Linked DNA regions of Danio rerio: region 1 is linked to region 2. The links are chromatin contacts, called in public Hi-C maps. All regions are on one chromosome and are shown on one strand. The core of a region is the stretch at or near the end of the contact, and the rest is flanking DNA. Distances in the headings are between cores, read along the strand shown.

What was found. A called contact is a pair of places that touch in the nucleus more often than the background predicts.
Region 1: a Hi-C map of hematopoietic stem cells shows a contact between it and region 2, with 2.6 times the contacts expected there. The contact joins the promoter of aunip here to the promoter of ptdss1b in region 2. A contact is called at or near these places in 2 of 18 Hi-C or Micro-C datasets (embryo and hematopoietic stem cells) and 1 of 4 datasets of contacts at active chromatin or transcription factors (gastrula embryo).

The regions. Positions count from the first base shown.
Region 1 is chr19:49,112,806-49,117,652 of GRCz12tu, forward strand. aunip (aurora kinase A and ninein interacting protein) reads right to left here and starts at 2,129. Exons shown (of 4, transcript XR_012395269.1): 1 at 1,841-2,129; 2 at 1,146-1,299. vps28 (VPS28 subunit of ESCRT-I) reads left to right here and starts at 2,547. Exons shown (of 10, transcript NM_200590.1): 1 at 2,547-2,556; 2 at 3,044-3,089; 3 at 3,182-3,210; 4 at 4,687-4,724. The coding sequence starts at 3,050.
Region 2 is chr19:48,977,812-48,983,103 of GRCz12tu, forward strand. It overlaps ptdss1b (phosphatidylserine synthase 1b), which reads right to left and starts at 3,432. Exons shown (of 14, transcript XR_012395268.1): 1 at 3,229-3,432; 2 at 248-339.

The sequences.
Region 1 (4,847 bases), core at 879-3,378, 130 kb after region 2:
AGATAGATGGATGATGGATGGATAGAACAATGGATGAATGAAAAAATAGACGGATGGGTGGATAAAACAGTGGAGGGATAGATAGATGGATGGATGGATGGATGGATGGATGGATGGATGGATGGATGGATGGATGGATGGATGGATGGATGGATGGATGGATGGATGGATGGATGGATGGATGGATAGATAGATAGATAGATAGATAGATAGATAGATAGATAGATAGATAGATAGATAGATAGATAGATAGATGGATAGATGGATGGATGGATAGATGGAGGGATGGATGGAGGAATGGATGGAGGGATGGATGGAATGACAGGTAAATATAAAAATAGACAGGATGGATGGATAGACAGATTGACAAGTAAATAAAACGATAGAAAAATAGACAGACAGGATAGATGGCTGGCTAGAATGATATATGTATGTATGGATGGATGGATAGAACACCAGACAGACAGATGGATGGATGGATAGAACAATGGATGAATGAATAGATAAATTGACAGGTAGATAGACAGACACACATACGGATGGATGGATATAGATAGATGGATGGATGGATGGATGGATGGATGAATGGATATAGACAGACAGACAGACAGACGGATGGATGGATGGACAGATTGACAAGTAAATAAAACAATAGAAAAATAGACAGACAGGATGGATGGATAGAACAATGGATGACTGAATAGACATAATGACAGGTAGATAGACACAGTCAGACAGATGGATGGATGGATGGATAAAGATAGCTGGATGAATGGATGGAAGAAATTACAGGTAAATAAAAAGATAGAAAAATAGACAGAAAGACAGGACAAATGGTTGGATGGATAGCTAGAATGATAGATAGAACGACAGATAGATGGATGATGGATGGATAGATAGAATGACAGGTAGTAAACAGACAGAGATAGATGGATGGAATGGCAGGTAAATAGAATGACAGAAAAATAGACAGGATGGATGGACAGATTCACCAGTAAATAGAACAAAAAATAAGACAGACAGGATGGATGGATAGACAAGTAAATAGAACAATAGAGATATAGACAGACAGACAGAACAGATGGATAGAACAATGGATGAATGGTTAGACAGATAGACAGACAGATAAATACATACATACACACCTCTGGGTTTGGGAGAGAAGAATGTTGATATGGTGCTCTGTCTGGTGACGGGCATGTTGAGTTTGGTCTGAGTGAAGCTCATCAGGGCCACATTGTAGAGTCCTGATCCAGACAGAGGAGATCGGAATCTGGAGGCCGGACGGGTCAGCTGTTTCTGTACAAACACAACATTAATCACAACAAAGTTACAGATTGTGCGAAAGATGCTTATACGTCACCATACTGAAATAAAAGTCTGCAGTAACTCCCAGTTCAAAATGTCCCAGTCGATGAATAAGAGTTATTTTCTTTAAAAAAGTAACATTAAAACTGCAATATTTTTTAACCACAAAAGTTTGCATCCCAGATAAAGAGCATTATGGCATTCATGATTAAGTATAAAGCCTTTTGTTATTACTATTGTCAATCCATTTGCTAGGTTACTCTTCATGGATCATTGAAAGCCCTTTAAAACTAAACTTAACTGTAGTTTGAACCGCAGACCACCATAGAAATCCACTGTACAGAACAAAATACCCAATTTCCCCCCCTAAAACACCTTCACTTCTTTCAGACTGAACACTGGATCATGTTGAATGGCAAATGGGTGAGTAACTGCTATAGCAAACCAGGACAGTCTCATTCTGCAAGTGTTATTTCTTTACGTTACATGTAGTATTATGGACTGTGTGTAACAATAGCACAGATTGTCTGACCTGTTGTTTCTTTTCTTTGAGCTCTTTCGTGTCCAGCCATATTCCGCACTCCTCTTCTCTATTAGCCGCGGGCTTCACTTTACTGCTCCTCACAGACTTCATTCTGTGTTTACAAAGCACACACACGCCCAAATTAACCAGACCAAGGCGAATAATTAAATCTGACGCTTACAGTCTCATAATAAACGACGTAAACAGTCGATATTAGCGTTTATATTGTATTTTTGACAGTTTTTCGAGCTGTTGTTTTCACTGCTTCTTTCTTGTCAAATGATTCCCGCGCGGATTCAAAGACACCGTCGGGTTGCCAAGTATTTGTGAACTATTAGGTATTAGCTCTTTACGAATAACAGATCTGGTCTAAACAATGAACTCTGTTGTTTTTTATTAATATGTATTAAGTTGTATTAACATGTTATTATATCATAATGTACCTATATGCAACTAATTACAATTAGTAAAGTGGAGAGAGTGTGGTATTGAGGGATGGATGAAGGGACCTGGCAACCCTCTCAATGAAAAAGTACTCATAAATGTTAGTTTTATTCTAATATTGAACGTAACAATAAATAATTATTTGATTAATTTCGTGTTTGGAATTACAAATAACTATTTAATTTGCATTCAATAACTATTTGTAATGAATAATAAAAAGCAGGACGTTACGAAATCATCCGGCGACGTCACGTCAGCTTTTGGGTGACGTCAATATAAGGGTGAGTGAGTTGTCTTTTTCCTGGTGCGTTTTTGCTAAAAGCGCCTCTATTGTTTCAGAAATGCGTAGCTTTTTAATCGATACGACGTTATATGTGTGTACAAGATGAGATTAAACGAGAGAAAAGAACATCCTGTGTAGATATACAGCGGAATTCAAGTCAAATCTGAGCTAGCTTTCTGAGCTAGCATCGCTTTTTGTTTGTCAGGAAGTAAACAAAACACAATCGCTTGTTTTAGCTACTAACTTACTGTTAAGATTCAATGTATATCTGGATTCAAACAATCCTTTTAATCTTTAAAATCAATAAAATTAATCACACATGTCTGTTTGTCCCTAAGCTTGAACAGTATTTCCATAGCCACACTGTATGATAACAAAAATAGATCAGTAAATGTTTATTTAATATCATTTATTCATTCTTTTAACTGATAATAATGATAACATAATAATGAGCTTGTTGTTTTATATATATGATTAATTTGTAGGTCATCATGTTTCATGGAATACCTGCATCTGGAGTGATGGGAGGAGGTGAGGCAGAAAATCTCTTTTTAGTCTCATTTATTTTATTTTTTGTCTCGTATTTGATTTTATATCTGCATTTTCCATCTCCATTTAAACAGCTCCTGCCAACAAGCCAGAACTGTATGAGGTAAAATGTTACGTTTTGCACACATACTTTGTAATAACACATTCGTGTGTTGTTATTAGTGGTGCAAAGGATCACAAATCTCACAGTTCAGATCGCATTATGGTTTTTTAGTCATGAATTGGACCATTTTTATTGTATTAGCTGAAAAGTGAAGGAGACAAATGTAATTTGCTTTCCATTTATTACAAAAACAGCACTGCAAGACAGCAGACAGGTTAGCGCACTGACATATGGTGCAGTAGCACTTCAGGGTGTCCCGTGTTCGAATCCTGGCTCAAGGACATTTCCTGACCCTACCCCCTCTCTTTCCCAGTTCTTTTCCTGTCTAAAATACTGACCTATCCTCTCGATAAAGGCAAAAAAGCCAAAACTAAATCTAAAAAAATAAATAACTAAATAAATTGTAAATTGTAAAATATTCAGTACTGTGAAAAATGATACTACTGTACTACTACTGTTGCAGACAACGCTAAATGTAGAAATTTAACATGTACAATTCATATTTATATTTATTCTCATTTTCAATAAATGAAGAGTTCAGATGAAAAAAACTTCTAAGTGCCATCTTAAATTTCCATCGAAAATTAACATTTTTCTCAGCCTCCTTTGATTATGTTGAGATATTTCACTTTAAAGACCAGGAAAGGGACTTTTTCTTTGCCATAAAAGTGATGTTACTAAACATGCATATCAGAGCCTGATTAAAAACTAGAGGTTTTTGCATTTAAACCCTTTAAATGATTCAGTTATTTACTCCTTAAACTTCACGTTTATTGCTGGATGATAATTTTTTGAAGAATTATGCAGCGGCATATGTTTGATAGCTGGTTGTCTCCACCTATTGGTTAATGTAATTGCTGCCTACAACTTTCATTTTTGAGCGTCAGGTTAAATGCATATGACTGTGATATTAATCTTTACCATAAACATCAGTGGTTTGATCTAAACTACAAACTGTTCTCTCAGTACTTCTGTGTTATTGTCTGGTTGTAACTTTATTGCTAACTCAAAAGACTAAAGACTGAATCTCTTAAGATTAATAAACGTATGCAAATCCCTATCATTTATAATTGACGTTGCGTGGGTGTTGAGATCTCGATCTTTAAATGATTAATCGTATTGTTTACACTGAATGCATTAATGCAGGCTAAACATGTAGTGACAGAAAACACCTTTAATGAAAGCCACCACATCCCGAATAACCCTCCACAACTTTATCCATCATTATTAAATTTTACAGAGAAGCCTAAATGCTTTCATACATGTGATTTGAATAATGCTAGAGGCGCTCTCTCTGTGATTGTTACAAATTTAGGACTAATCTCCCAATGAAAAATGTATTAATCCGCAGGCCACGTGTGTTTTGAACTGTGGTTTGTGATCTTTATGAATCACAGATCAATCGTGATCCGTTGAACCCCTAGTTGTTATTATTTTATTATTTTTCTTAAAGTGATTTTACTTTCTCTGTTACAGGAAGTGAAGTTGTACAAAAATGCCAGAGAAAGGGAAAAGTGAGTTTAATTTAGTTTGCGAATTTGAGCTTCCTTCTCATTGCTATATTTTCATGGGTAACACTTTACACTTTAATAAGTTAGTATGAGATACTGTCAGTTCATGCATTTACTGACATGAAC
Region 2 (5,292 bases), core at 2,182-4,681:
GAAGGAGAGATGGTCACCAGTGGGCGGGGCTTTCCCCCTCTGATGACACGTACAAAGGGAGAATGTCAATCAAAGTGTTTCTGCAGACTGTTTATATCAAGTCTGATTATAAAAACAGAATGAATTAATGTTTACCAGTAAAGACTGGATATATTCAAACACAACTGTGCTCAAACATGACCTCTTTAACAAAAGCATTCAGTGTAAGACGGTTACAATATTTGTTTCTACTGATAAATGACTGTACCGTTGGGAAAGGCAAGAACGCTGATAACAAGAAAGAAAGAGACGACCAGCAGCAAGCCCACACGCAGGTTCTTATCAGAGTCTCCATCGTCCCTGCCACAATAAAAAACATGAGGAACTGATAACATATCAGAGCCGTGACGATAGCGTCATTAAACTATAACATTTCACAGTGTCACCAGACTCACTGTCCTCACACCTTATTGGGGAATAGCTTTAACACACCAGGAGTATTCAGAATACAAATCATTTGATGACACAAAACACTAATCAGCTGTAGATACTTGAATTTAAAACTATTGGTCACTTTACAATGAGGTTTTATGGTGGGACGGTGGCTCAGTGGTTAGCACTGTAGCCTTACAGCAAGAAGGTCGCTGGTTTGAGTCCCGACTGGGCCAGTAGACATTTCTGTGTGGAGTTTGCATGTTCTCTCCGTGTTTCCTCTGTGTTTCCCCCACAGTCCAAGACATGTGCCGTAGGTGAATTGGATTAATTAAATGGGCTGTAGTGTATGAGTGTGTGTGTGTGAATGAGTATGTATGAGTGTTTCCCAGTACTGGGTTGCAGCTGGAAGAGTATCCGCTGCGTAAATCATATGCTGGAATAATTGGCGGTTCATTCCGCTGTGGAGATCCCTGATAAATAAATGAACTAAGCTGAAGGAAAATAAATTAATAAAAATTGTTAAAGCAAAAGTGAGATGGCAACACATCTGAGCTTATAATAGGTTCGATTTTTCTGGTTAAAAAACCCCCTCAAAATTAGTCACTGAAAGCTATTAGCATGTCAAGTTAAACTGAACCTTTTAAATTTACCCTTAGCTGTAACTTCTCAAGTGATTTATAAAATGTCACTAGCAATAATTAAAGCAGAGTAGGCAACACATCTATGCCCATAATGTCTGAATTCATTCATTCAATCATTTTACTTAGGGGTAATTCCTTTATTCATCACAGCGGAATGAACCGCCAACTATTCCAGCATATGTTTTACACAACGACTGCTCTTCCAGCTGCAACCCAGTCCTGGTAAGCACCCATACACACTTACATTCACATACACATACACTACGGCCAATTCAGTTAATCAATTCACCTATGTGGGGACTGTGAGGGAAACCCACACCAACATGGGGAGAACATGCAAACTCCACACAGAAATGTCAACGGGCCCAGCCGGTACTCGAACCAGCGACGTTCTAGCTTGGAGGCAATTGTGCCACTCACTGCACCACTGTGGCACACATAATAACTTTTTTTGGTGGAGAAATATAATAAATTAATAGATGCGGGTCAGGTGTGTTCAGTCATAACAAACCTCATATTAAACTAAACAGTGTAAATGTTCCCATAATTAGCAACTAGTTTAAACTTTTCAAGTGATTTTGGTATGGATTTAGTTTGTTGACTATAATAACTGACATAGACAGGTGAATATATTACATTAATGACAATAGAAATATACACCGGCCACTTTATTAGGTACACCTTACTAGTACCAGGTTGGACCCCTTTTGCCTACAGAACTGCTTTAATCCTTCATGGCAGAGATTCAACAAGCTACTGGAAATATTCCTCAGAGATTTTGCTCCATATTGACATGATAGCATCACACAGTTGCTGCAGATTTGTTGGCTGCACATCCATGATGCCAATCTCCCGTTCCACCACATCACAAAGGCACTCCATTGGATTGAGCTCTGGTGACTGTGGAGGCCATTTGAGTACAGTGAATTCATTGTCATGTACAAGAAACCAGTCTGAGATGATTCACGCTTTATGACATGGTGTTATCCTGCTGCCATCAGAAGATGGAGACACTGTGCTCATAAAGGGATGGACATGGTCAGCAGCAATACTCAGGTATGCTGTGGCGTAGACACGATGCTCAATTGGTATTAATGAGCCCAAAGTGTGCAGAAAATCTCCCCCACACCATTACACCACCACCACCAGCCTGAACCGCTGATACAAGGCAGGATGGATCCATGCTTTCATGTTGTTGACACCAAATTCTGACCCGACCATCTGAATGTGTGAGCAGAAATGGAGACTCATCAGAGCAGGCAACGTTTCTCCAATCTTCTATTGTCCAGTTTTGGTGAGTCTGTGTGAATTGTAGCCTCAGTTTCCTGTTCTTAGCTGACAGGAGCGGCACCCGGTGTGGTCTTCTGCTGCTGTAGCCCATCCGACTCAAGGTTGGGCGTGTTGTGTGTTTAGAGATGCTCTTCTGCAGATCTCGGTTGTAACGAGTGCTTATTTGAGTTACTGTTGCCTTTCTATCAGCTGGAACCAGTCTGGCCATTCTCCTATGACCATCAACAAGGCATTTGCGCCCACAGAACTGCCGCTCTCTGGATATTTTCTCTTACTCAGAGCATTCTCTGTAAACCCTAGAGATGGTTGTGCGTGAAAATCACAGTAGATCAGCAGTTTCTGAATGACTCAGACCAGCCCATCTGGCACCAACAACCATGACACATTCAAAGTCAGTTTGAACTGCAGCAGATCGTCTTGACCATGTCTACATGCCAGAATGCATTAAGTTGCAGCAATGTGATTGGCTGATGAGAAATTTGCGCTAACGAGCAGTTGGACAGGTGTACCTAATAAAGTGGCCGGTGAGTGTATCTATGCTTATTATGTCTAAATTAAAGGACTTATTACATTAACATATTTATACACTTATTAAGCTTAAAACAAAGTTAACTAAACCAAATAACTGGTAGTTTATTAAATAAATAATATATTTATTTTAGTTTTGTTTTTCTGGTAATATTTATTAAAGGAAATGTACTCAGGTAGGTTGTAAAAAGTTTTACATCTACATCTTCATATCCCACAGTAGGATTTATCCGAAAATATCTGTAAAACTGACAATATCATAACAATATCATGTCTTTTTTCCGTGGTGAAATATAATAAATTAATATACGCTGGTCAGGTGTGTCCAATCATAACAAATCTGATGTTTACTCACCTGGTGAAAGCAAAGTACATTATGCTGACGACGGTGAACGTTAGTAAAGTTATGGTGTGCGGTTTGTAGAAGAAGTCAATAGTGATGTCCTCCACTTGCTGCTCGTTTATCATCCTAAAGTGAAGTTTATAATCAGCATCATCTTTACTAAGCATCCTAGAGCCCTGACTGGGCGCCATGCTGGATCACTCACTGCTCTAGCCCAAACACAGCGAACTTCTGCGGCTTGATTCAGTCGCGCCTACAGCCAGGGTTGCCAGATCCTCGCAACAAACGGACAATATGCCACTCCCATACAGGTGAAATAAAAATTATTCACCCTCCTATGATTTTTTTTTTCTTTGAAAAATATTCCCCAAATGATGTTTAACAGAGCAAGGAATTTTTCATAATATTTCCTATAATATTTTTTCTTCTGGAGAAAGTCTTATTTGTTTTGTTTTGGCTAGAATTAAAGCAGTTTTCATTTTTAAAACTATTTTAAGGTCAATATTATTAGCCCCCTTAAGGAATATTTGCTTTGGATAGTCTACAGAACAAACCACTGTTATACAATGACTTGTCTAATTACCCTAACCTGCCAAATTAACCTAGTTAAGCCTTTAAATGTCACTTAAAGCTGAATACTAGTATCCTGAAGAATATCTAGTCAAATACTATCTGCTGTCATCATGGCAAAGATTAAATAATTCAGTTATTAGAAATAATTATTAAAAATATTATGGTTAAAAATGTGTTGGAAACAATCTTCTCTCCGTTAAACAAAAAATATTTATACAGGGGGACTAATATTTCAGGAGGGCTAATAATTTTGTATATAGAGTTAATCATCTAAGATGTGTTAGAAATTGGGGGAAAATATAGTAATTATATTTGTAAATAGTATTTCTGAATTTTTTAGTTATAGAAAAGAAAACCTATAAACTCATTATTTGTATGAAAAGTTACTGTATATTAGTAATTATTATAAATATTCCTTATTAATTAAAGAAATCATCTTTTCTAGACTACAAAAATCCCTAGAATCATGTTCAAAGAAGGCAATTTGTTAATTTCCTCAAAATGTAATTTTTTATTAGTGATATGCATTGCTAAAAACTGGGCAAAGATGAATCACGATTAATCATGACCTAAATGAAGGTTTGTTTTGACATACTGTTTGTTTGTACTGTTTATATGTATATATAAAGCTACACATGCATGCATGTAATAATAATAATAATAATAATAATAATAATAATTCCTTACATTTATATAGCTCTTTTCTGGACACTCAAAGTGCTTTACACATTGGGGGGGGGGGGGGGGGTATTTGCTCATCCACCATCAGTGTGCAGCATCCACCTGGATGACGCAACGGCAACCATATTGCGCTAAACCGCACACCACCCACCAACTGATTGGTGGAGAGGAGACAGTGATGAAGCCAATTATGATATGGGGAGGGTTAGGAGGCCATGATGGACAGAGGCCAGTGGGCAAATTTGGCCAGGATGTCAGGGTTAAACCCCTACATCCTGGAATTATTAACAACCACAGAGAGTCAGGACCTCAGTTTAACGTCTCGTCCGAAAGACGGCGCTCACTGAGCAGTATAGAGTCTCCTTCACTATACTGGGGCATGAGGACCCACACAGACCGCAGGTTGAGCGCCTCCTGCTGGCCTCACTAACATCACTTCTTTAATCCTATATTTGCTTCATATCTCTATCCACCATATCCTTGAGAAATTATTTATATTTAAATATAAAAATTGTATATGATATAAAGTATATATAAATTTTAATATCAATGGCAAAAATTTTGTATAGCTGTATAGTATAATACGCACGCATCTTATGTCAAAACAAACTCATATTTACATGTGACTAATTGCAATTAATCTACCAAAAAATTTTATTTTGAGCAATATATTTTATTAATAATATTAAGTTTTTATTTTCCCCATTGTGGTGTAAATATGCGGATTTGGCAACACAGCTCAACGCCCTGCTTCAGTGCTCCTGATTGGCTGATGAAGGCGTGACGCTGTATGAGTTTCTCCCATTCACAGGGCTCAGATTC